Linked DNA regions of Pan troglodytes: region 2 is linked to region 1. The links are chromatin contacts, called in public HiChIP or PLAC-seq maps. All regions are on one chromosome and are shown on one strand. The core of a region is the stretch at or near the end of the contact, and the rest is flanking DNA. Distances in the headings are between cores, read along the strand shown.

Region 1 (5,001 bases), core at 2,105-4,604:
ATATATACATATGTAGATGTATATATGTATATATACATATGTAGATGTATATATGTATATATATACATATGTAGATGTATATATGTATATATACACATATATGTAGAGTATATATACATATATGTATATGTATATATACTCTACATATATGTATACATATATGTATACATATACATGTATATGTATATATACATCTATCTATCTATCTATCTATCTATCTATCTATTTTAAGATGGAGTCTTGCTCTGTCGCCCAGGCTGGAGTGCAATGCCATGATCTTGGCTCACTGCAACCTCTGCCTCCTGGGTTCAAGTGATTCTTCTGCTTCAGCCTCCTGAGTAGCTAGGACTACAGGCTTGCAGCACTATGCCCACCTAATGTTTGTACTTTTAGTAGAGACGGGGTTACACCATATTGGCCAGGTTGGTCTCAAACTCCTGGCCTCGTGATCTGCCCACCTCGGCCTCCCAAAGTGCTGGGTATACAGGCATGAGCCACCGTGCCCGGCCGCAAAATATATTCTGAGGAATAAAAATGATTGTAGTTAGTTTTCCACAGTCCAAAGCAAGCTAATAATATTTAAAGAGTTAAAAGTGTAATATAATCATCGGTCATGTTTCTACAACCAAAGAGAGTTGAAAGGAGTCAAATATCAGCATAATGCAGATAATGTACTCACTGGCATTGTGGGCCTTTATTATTTGGATAATCATTTTCACCTTGTGGAGACTTTTCCAGAATTATATACTTTTATGCCTAATCAGCAAATTAGGCAGTTGAAAAGTATGTATGAAGCAGCTAATATGTGCCCCAATTAGGCTAGGTAGTGTGGGTATATAAAAAGGGTTTATAAAGGGGGAGGCTCCTATTCAAACCTTAGTGGGGTCAGGAGATGGGGAAGTTAATTAACATATATTAAATATTTTTTTACTCACCCACACCTAGAGAAACAGTACTGTTTTAAATGTGCTGTAGGAGTTCAGAGAAATACTGATTAATGTGGTTTGGAATAAATTAAATAATAAAAAGCTTTGCTGAATACAGTTAGTTTAAAAAATATAAAAATATAGGGGGATTTGCAGAGAAATCTGTTCAACTCTTAAAATAATTTTTAATTTATATATGTTTATATAAGAATTCCATTTTATTAACATGAAATACTAGTACTTTTTTTGGGGATGGAGTCTTGCTCTGTCATCTGGGCTGGAGTGCAGTGGCGGATCTCCGTTCACTGCAACCTCTGCCTCCCGGGTTCAAGCGATTCTTCTGCCTCAGCCTCCCGAGTAGCTGGGATTACAGGCGTGAGCCACCACACCCGGCTAATTTTTCTATTTTTAGTAGAGATGGGGTTTTACCATGTTGGCCAGGTGGGTCTTTAACTCATGACCTGAAGTGATCCACCCGCTTCGGCCTCCCAAAGTGCTGAGATTATGCGTGAGCCACCGCACCTGGCCCAGTACTTTTACTGATGAAAAATGTAATGTAAAAGGAAGGTCTGTCTTACATACAATAAGTGCTGAATCTGGGTCTTTTTTAAAAAAAAGTCATTGAGAAGACTTACTCCTTTCTTAATTTTAAAGACATTTATTATTGCAAACAGAAAAATTGTACTAGATACCGGGGATATATGAACGAATAATGCCGTTTCTGTCTTCAAGATCTTACTGTTTGGTAGGTGGAAATAAAGTGAACGAACGAAGGCACTGCAAATCAATGTGGGAGGCTCTATAAGCATGGGGCCACAGAGGAAAAGGCTGAGAGGGAAAGCTTCAATGAGTAGGTGACTTCAAGAAGGTCATCCTGGCCAGGCACAGTGGCTCACACCTGTAATCCCAGAACTTTGGGAGGGCGAGGCAGGCGGCAGATCGCTTGAGCTCAGGAGTTTGAGAGCAGCCTGGGCAACATGGGGAAACTCTGTCTCTACAAAAAATACAAAAACTAGCCAGACATGGTGGCGCGCGCCTCTCCTCCCAGCTACTTGGGAGGTTGCGGTGGGAGGGTCACTTGAGACCGGGAGGCGGAAGTTGCAGTGAGCAGAGATCGCACCACTGCACTCCATCCTGGACGACAGAGCGAGACCCTGTCTCGAAAAACAAAAGACAAAAACAAAAACAAAGGTCATCCTGCAGGACAACCAGGAGGGCACAAATGTTTGTCTGTGGGAAGCTGAAATGTTGGCGGGGGAAAAAAGCAGGGAAAGGCATTCCAGAAAAAGGAAACTGTAAACAGCACACGAAAAAGCATAGTGAATGAATAGGAAGCCTGAGACCAAACTTAGGGTTTCCTACACTTATTTCAAAGCCCTTCATTATCTATATGGAAAGGGGGAGTCTTTAAACACAAATATTTAGATCATATTGACTGAGATTTAGATATAAATGAATGCTAATAATTACTTTTCGTTTTTTGGGGTGTTAAAAATTTACTGTACAAGATTGTATTCGTTTTAAGTATCTTCTAACATGAGCCATTTTGTAATGATTCAGTTGTTTATATTCAATTTCAAGTAGAATGCTGATCACAGCGCCAAATGGGTATCTTCTACAGAAAAAGTTATTTTAATAAAGAAAAATATAGTCAGTTTTAGGATTTCCTGAGATTATAGAAACAATAAAAGCATTAAAACTGTTAAGTCATTAAATACGAGTACCTTGTATTTTGAAGGCTCTTAAAATTTAGTTTATAAATTGCTTTTACACAACATATGCACTGAAATACCATTTAAGATTAGTTTTGAAAATAGGTGTTCGTTTCAACCACATCATTACGTATTTTATTCAAAGCTCTTTATAAAAAGAGCTTTACTATGTTCCAGTACAGTAAACTTATCCAGAAAATAAGACAAAAATTTAACTTCATGCTATAGCTGCAAAGTTTCCGGAAAGCGGGATTTAAAACTTCCATTGTAACTTTAACCAGCGGTCATGTCAAATTTCACAACTAAGAACATTTTAACGCATGTAATACTGAGCACAACATGGGCACGTTTTTGTTGCTATGAGAACCTTCTATTTTGTATTAGACATTGCAGCCTTGACGACGCAATGTTTGTGCCTATTTTGCGCATGTTTTTCTGCAGCTATTCCTCTCCTCTAGCAATAGTCGAATGGCTCTGGTTTCCTCTTGCGCCCGGCCCAGTTTTTCCGTTTTAGCTTCGGTTGTCATAGGCTGTGCTGTCGCTTTCTCTGGGAAAGGACGGTGAAGACTGGACGGGAGAAACCGGGAGGGCAGGCGCGGCCGTTCTGCAGCAGCCGGGCTGTGAATGGGAAGCGGGAGGAGGAGGCTGGGCCGCGGGCTGGTTCTATCACCCCCTTGGGAGCCCAGCTCTTCACCTGGCTCTCCGGCGCTTTTCAAGATCTGCAGTTAACAACAAAGATCGAGCAACGCCACGTCGCACAAACAGGACAGGAGGGGGCGAGGGGTGTGTGCGCGCGCGTGCTGTCCCCAAATGGATGAGAAATAAGGGAAAGGAGGGGTTGGGGACCGTGTGATGAAGCAACATGCTAGGCCCGGGACAAGTCCGGCTCCGGCCTCGGGTCTGGAGGGACAAGGCTGGGGGCCGGGTGGCGCGGCGCCCGGGTCCCGGCTGGCAGACGGGCCCTCTGGTCTTCCCCCAGCGCGAGGGTCGTGGCGGGAAGCGGGGACAGGGCGCGCGCTCAGAGCCTCCTCCCCGCCCCGCCCAAGGGTCTTCCTCCCCCGGGATTCAGAGCGGCCCCTCCTCCAGGCCAGGCTCGCCGCGGGGCGCTGAGCAGGCCGGGACACCGCGGCCGAGGTTATCGTTAGGCATCTCCCAGGCGACCGGCCCCGCAGCAAGATGGCGGACGAGAAAGACAGGGAAGGTAAGGTAGGGGAGCCGGGGAGCCGCTGCCCTCGCCGCCCGCCGCGACCCCGGGCTGCACGGGGAAGCGCCGGGTGGGGTGGGCCCTCGTCCATCTGGAGTTCCCACCCGCAGGGAAAGGGCGGCCTGAGGAGAGGGCCACCCGGCAGCAGCAGTCGCCCTGCCCCCGTCCCCGTAGCCCGCCCGGCCCGCCGCTCCGCCCCGCCCCGCCTCTCTCCCCCGCCCCGCCTCTCTCCCCCGCCCCGCCTCTCTCCCCTCCTCCCTCCCTCTTCTCTCTGCCCTCCTCCCGCCGTCTTCTTTCTCCTCCCGCCCTCTTCACCCTCTTCCCCTCCTCCCGCCCCGTCCTCCTTCCCCCTCCCTCGGAGGCCGGGCCTTGCCTCCTGCGCGGGCTGCGCCGGAGGGGCCGGCAGGGGGTGCTGATAATGGCGTCGTTGTTCACGGTCGCGGGGAAGCCGCCGCCGCCTCCACACCCTCGCCTGGGGTCTCGGTGCCGCAGGCGCCACGCCGGTAGCTGTCCAGGCTGTGGGCCCCGGGGGGTGGCCTGGGTGAGGAGGAGTTCTGGCCGCCTGAATCTGACGGGATCCTCTGTTTGCGCCGAAACCCCGCCCTGGCGCAGCCTGATGGCGTTCGCGGCCACCATTTTGCCTCCTTAATGAGGACGCAGGAGGACGGTGTGGAGGTCACGGCCGCTGCCTCCGAGCTTCCCGGTCCTCCGAAATGCCTGCCCCGCCGCCGGCTAGCGCCGCGCAATTGGCCTAGTGTCTTGTCTTAAAAAAAAAAAAAGACACACACCCAAACAGCAATTTTAATAACGACGAAAAACCAAAACCTGGCGGAGATCTTGGAACCGCTGTGCGCCGGCCGGGCCTCTCCCAGGGGACCACCCAGCCCGGCGCGGTGGCCGCCGGCGGGACTGCGCTTCGAGGCTTAAGGTCGCCAGATCCGAGGCATCGATCTCCGCCTGTGCGGAGAAGCCAAAAAGTGATTACGTTTGTTTGCAAGACTGTTCATGTTGTTTTCAGTTCATGGTATGATGAAAACCCGATCCTTTATTACCATGCCCTTAGGTACTAAAAAATAATTGTGTTTGATAGTTGGCAGTCACCCACAAGTATCCAAAAACCATGAAACAGTAAAGGTAAACAAGTAGGAAGTGAAAATAA
Region 2 (5,054 bases), core at 1,365-3,864, 140 kb before region 1:
TGGGAGGGTGAGACAGGAGGATCACTTTAGTCCAGGAGTTTGAGACCAGCCTGGGCAACATAGTGACACACCATCCCCCACCTCCCGTCTCTACAAATAATTGTTTTTAAGAAGGATAAAGAAGAGTTTAGAAAGAGAGACATCAAACTGTGAGTTATATTTACCTTAAAAAGGAGAGAAAGAACTGAGATTTTTACTTTCCATTCTATAACTGTTAAACAATTAAAAATGGAAATATTATATGCAATTTTGTGAAAATAAAAATTTTAAAATAGGCCAGGCGCAGTGGCTCACGCCTGTAATCCCAGCACTCTGGAAACCAGAGGCAGGCGTATCACCTGAGGTCAGGAGTTTGAGGCCAGCCTGGCCAACATAGTGAAACCCTTTCTCTACTAAAAATACAAAAATTAGCCGGGTGTGGTGGCAGGCGCCTGTAATCCCAGCTGCTACTCAGGAAGCTGAGGCAGGAGAATCACTTGAACCCGGGAGGCAGAGGTTGCAGTGAGCTGAGATTGCGCCACTGCACTCCAGACTGAGCGACAAAGTGAGACTCTGTCTCAAAAAAAAAAAAAAAAAAAAAAAAAATTAAATCATCCTTATGAAAATACTTTTCAAAGACAAATGAAATAGACCCCAACAATGTCTACTCTAGCAAATTTTCAAAGTCACAATAAAAATAAAATAGGATGACTCGGTGGTGTTTTACCTGGTACTTTTCCAGTTTTCCTTTTACAACATAATCAACAATGACTTCAAAAGAATTCCCCACTCCTTCATGGAATATTACTACCTTCGACACGGCCTTTCAGATCTGGGGTTCAAAGCATAGTTAGAATTAGAATTTCAGCAAAGAATCCAGGATTGGCAGGATATCACCAGTAGGGTGACTTTTTTTCTTTTCCCTAGCAAACAGTAGAGCAGTATGTAGTTTCTCCCCCGGCCCAGACGGAGTTTCGCTCTTTCTCCCAGGCTGGAGTACAGTGGCACGATCTCGGCTCCCTGCAACCTCCGCCTTCCGTTTTCAAGCTATTCTCCTTCCTCAGGCTGCCGAGTAGCTGGGATTACAGGCGCCCCCCACCACGCCAGGCTAATTTTTGTATTTTTAGTAGAGACGAGGTTTCACCATGTTGACCAGGCTGGTCCCGAACTCCTGACCTCGTGATCCGCCCGCCTCAGCCTCCCGAAGTGTTGGGATTACAGGCGTGAGCCTCCGCGCCCGGCACAGTATGTAGTTTCTAATTACAATTTCAAAAACAAAAACAAAACCGCCCCCCCCCGCAAAAAAAACCTCAAAAAAAAAAAAACTGTGACACATAAATACACAACCTTAACTGTGTATTTTACTGGGATTGTAGAAAGGTATCGAATGGGCATGCAAGTAAGGTCGTTACGGAGTAAGAAAACGCCCAATGAACAGTACTTAATATGAATTCGACATCGTTAACACTGAGCGCTTGCTGTGTGCCAGCGCGCAGCATAATTCGAAGCAGCATGACTTTGCACAATGACATATTCTACAAGTCCAGTTTCCTAAGGAGTGCCCTTAGGTTACATATAACCTAAACGTGAAATGTAAAAGTACATAAAGGAGGTATAAGGTTAAAGGGGAAAAATTATAAATACCAGAAAAAATTGCATTGTATTATTTTGATGGCTGAAAAATGGGCTCGACCCTGCATGCACGCGTTCTCCATTGAGCTCGACAATATGCAGTATTTTGTTTCACGTTATGTCGCAGTCTTAGGGAGGAGTGAAACGTGGAACACGACTTCACATCAAAAATGCACGTTGCAGAGGCATTTTTCCTTCGGGGACGCCGGAAGACTTCGCCACACGCGCGCCCTCTCCGCGGACACCAACGTGCTGACGCATGTTCATTAGCGAGCTGCTCCCTCCATTTTGTCCCCAGTCTCCTTTAGGCGAACTGCGCGGTTCTATGTTAAAGCCACTTAGTAATGAAACTATAAAAGGGAGGAAGTGGGGTGGGCGTGGGAGCCCCGTTTGCGCAAGGCAGGCGCGGGGGACTAAATGGCTGCTGGTGCAGAGTGGGGCTGCCCCGGCACCAAGGGCTCGTCCCGTGGCCGGAAGGACAAAGGACACTTAGGGGACGAGGGCCGCCGAGCCAGCGCGGAGCGCCTTCCGGGTCGGTGGGCTGGGGCGGGCTGGGGCCGGGCCGACCCCCGCGGTGGGGCCCACCCCGCAGGACAAAGCAGCGGCTCCGCGCCCGCCCTCACCACCGCGGCCCCACCCCCTCGGCGCGCGCCCGAGGCTCGTGCATGTGAGCACGCGCGCCGGAGACGGTTAGAAATGGCGGTTGGGGCGGCGCAGGGGGCTGGCGCGGGAAGCGGGGCTGTCTGGCTCGGTTACGCCCCCACCTCGCCAGGAATCTAGGAGCCGGTTTGTTTTCCGAACCCTTCTCCTTCCGCTCTCCCGCCCCTGCAGGCTGTGTGCCAAGCTGGGAAGAAAGTGTGACCCGTTCGACGGAACAAAGGACATGACAGCCCGGCCCCGTGCGGCCACTGCGGAGCGTTAGGAACGTTCCCTAAAATGGCGGCCGGCGCGTCGGGACAGGGCGGGAGGCGGCGGCGCGTGGGGGCGGGACGGGGAGGGGCGGGGCCAGCCGGGCTTCTGTTTCCGCGACCCCGGCGGTGCAGGGCGGGTGGAGTCGCGGAGTAGTCCTCATGGCCGCCGCGCCGGAGCCCGGTGAGCCCGAGGAGAGGAAGGTAACCTGGGGGTCGGCGAGGCGCGCGCCGGGGGTGGGCGGTGGGTAAGGACGTTCTCCGCGGAGCTCCTAGGCCCGAAGCACGTGTCACTGGCTTCTCTGCCACCCATGGGCTTGAAACTATTTTAACTGTTCCTAGTCCTTATCCCAAGCCTCCAACATTTTAATCTAAGTGGCCGGGACAAAATTGACCAAAACTAGGGGGAGGAGGGGACCAGTAGTACTAATGACTTACTACAGGTCATTATGAAATAAGCTAACAATACTGAATCTTTGGCGAGAAAATTTTGCTGCTAAGGGCACTGCACTGTAATTTGTTAGTAAAGGCTAATAGTAGAGATTAAAGCTCCGTTGAGGACAGGTGCCTTGTCTTTAACACGTTGTATTCATCACATTTAACATAGGAGTAATTGCTGAGGGATGACTTGATTGTACTACGATGAGATGAAGGGTTAAGATTTCTTCCCCATCATCAGTAGCCTCCCTAGCTGGTGTCCCTGTCTCCATACTCTCCTGAATCCACCTTCCACTATTGTCCGCTGGCCCTTTCCAGCCTGTAAACTGGACAGTTTTCATTCCTCTGCCTAACATCCAGTCGTAGCAGCCCATCCTATCTCTTTAAGGATAAAACCCAAATTCTTGGTATAGTAAAGCTAAACCAAGCGCTCTCCCTGGAAGGGCTCCTGTGTTTCACCAAAGCTGACTTACGTACTTTCCCCATCTTCCCAGGCATCTTGTACGTCGTTACATTTATCATATTGGAAGGTAATAAATGATCTTGTCTTCCTCTTTTCCTGGGCTCCTTATTAAGAGCAGGGAACCTAATTTATATCCTCAGGGCAGAACAGGTATTCAGAAAAGAATAATGCAAGAGGAAAAAAGTTTAATATAAACTAGGGAGATCGTAACATTGGCTAATCACGAGCAAATATTTATAGAAGACCCACTGTGTGCTAAATGGCTCCTAATATATACTTAAGATATTCTCCCAGCTTGGAAATTCTGCTCACTTCTTGCTCTTGCTTGCTTCTCTGGTGGGCTTCCATCCAAATTTGGCCATGACATCAGATCATATGGTTAATATTAACAAATATTACATAAATTGTTTTCATACTTAATATCCAACAGGTTGTCAATTTATGTACTACTGGTGCCTTATCTGTTTTTACTGTCCCATACACTGCCCATCTGGAATAAGCTTAGTGTTTAAAAAAAAAAAAAAGATCTTTGCATACACACAGTAAATCCTAGATTCAGTTTTGTGATAAACACTGGAATCCTGAATGGGACTTTTGGTAGGAGATAACTGCTGTTTTTAAAGGTCATAAAGGTGGTTTAATCCATTGGAAATTAAAAAAAAAAACTTAAAAGAGGATCAACATTGACCTATTTAACTGGCCCATCAGTAAGTAGCAAAACAATACTGTAGTTGTTGAAATGAAGATAGTTATAAGCCTCAAACCGAGCACAGTCAGAGGTGGGAGGCCAAAAAAACAAAAATTGCTCATGAAACAGTAGTACCTGTCAGAGCCCATCAAAAAGCTAATTAAATTAATAGAAGCTATGACGAATTAACAGCCCAGGGTGCTGTCAGAAAGGAAGCCTGTGGTTATTTTTTTTTTAAAGAATTTGTCAGTGATCATTCCAGCACAACCCAGGGAGGATTATTTTATTATAAGAATTAGCAAACCTAAAGTAAAAATGGGAGTTACCAAGCTGGCATACCTCGATAGAACTAGCCCCTAAAAACTGTCCTCTGCCACATTCTTGTCCTTTAAGAAACTTTAAAATGTGAAATTTGGTACATACAGGTAAATTCACATTCAGGTAAATTCTTAATTCACCCATTCCAAAAATATTTACAGAGTACCTACTGAGTATTAGACACTGAACGAGGTACTAGACTGATTAAGACAGGAAAAATCCCTTTAAGGAGCTGACATTCTACTGGGGGAATCAATAAGCAAGACTTCTACTGAGCCAGTCATGCAAAGATCCAGGAGAAAGGCAGCATGTGTTCGTTCGGTAATAACCATCTCGGCTTGTTAGAATGGCAAGGCCACTGTACCTGGACTAGTGGACAAGAGTGGGATATGAAAGAGCATGGGATCATGTAGAGCCTTTGGAGCAATGGTAAGGATTCTGAGCATAATCGGAGGCTACAGAGGACTTATAGTCATCTGATACACATTTTTATGAGTAGAATCAAGATCTGAAAGGTACTGTTGATAGATGGTAATTTGATAGGACAGGTTGAGCTTCCCAATTCAAAAAAAAACCTTGTCTTTTGATGTATCAGTTTCAGATTTGGGATGCTCAACCTGTATTAGCA

The links. HiChIP or PLAC-seq counts read pairs in DNA pulled down with a chosen protein or histone mark.
Region 2: an H3K4me3 HiChIP or PLAC-seq map of stem cell-derived excitatory neurons shows a contact between it and region 1, with 6 times the contacts expected there. The contact joins the promoter of COX20 here to the promoter of EFCAB2 in region 1. A contact is called at or near these places in 1 of 7 Hi-C or Micro-C datasets (stem cell-derived neural progenitor cells) and 1 of 1 datasets of contacts at active chromatin or transcription factors (stem cell-derived excitatory neurons).

Annotation. Positions count from the first base shown.
Region 1 is chr1:4,182,832-4,187,832 of NHGRI_mPanTro3-v2.0_pri, reverse strand. It overlaps EFCAB2 (EF-hand calcium binding domain 2), which reads left to right and starts at 3,354. Exons shown (of 8, transcript XM_063809405.1): 1 at 3,354-3,839. The coding sequence starts at 3,501.
Region 2 is chr1:4,318,749-4,323,802 of NHGRI_mPanTro3-v2.0_pri, reverse strand. It overlaps COX20 (cytochrome c oxidase assembly factor COX20), which reads left to right and starts at 2,614. Exons shown (of 5, transcript XR_008537777.1): 1 at 2,614-2,723.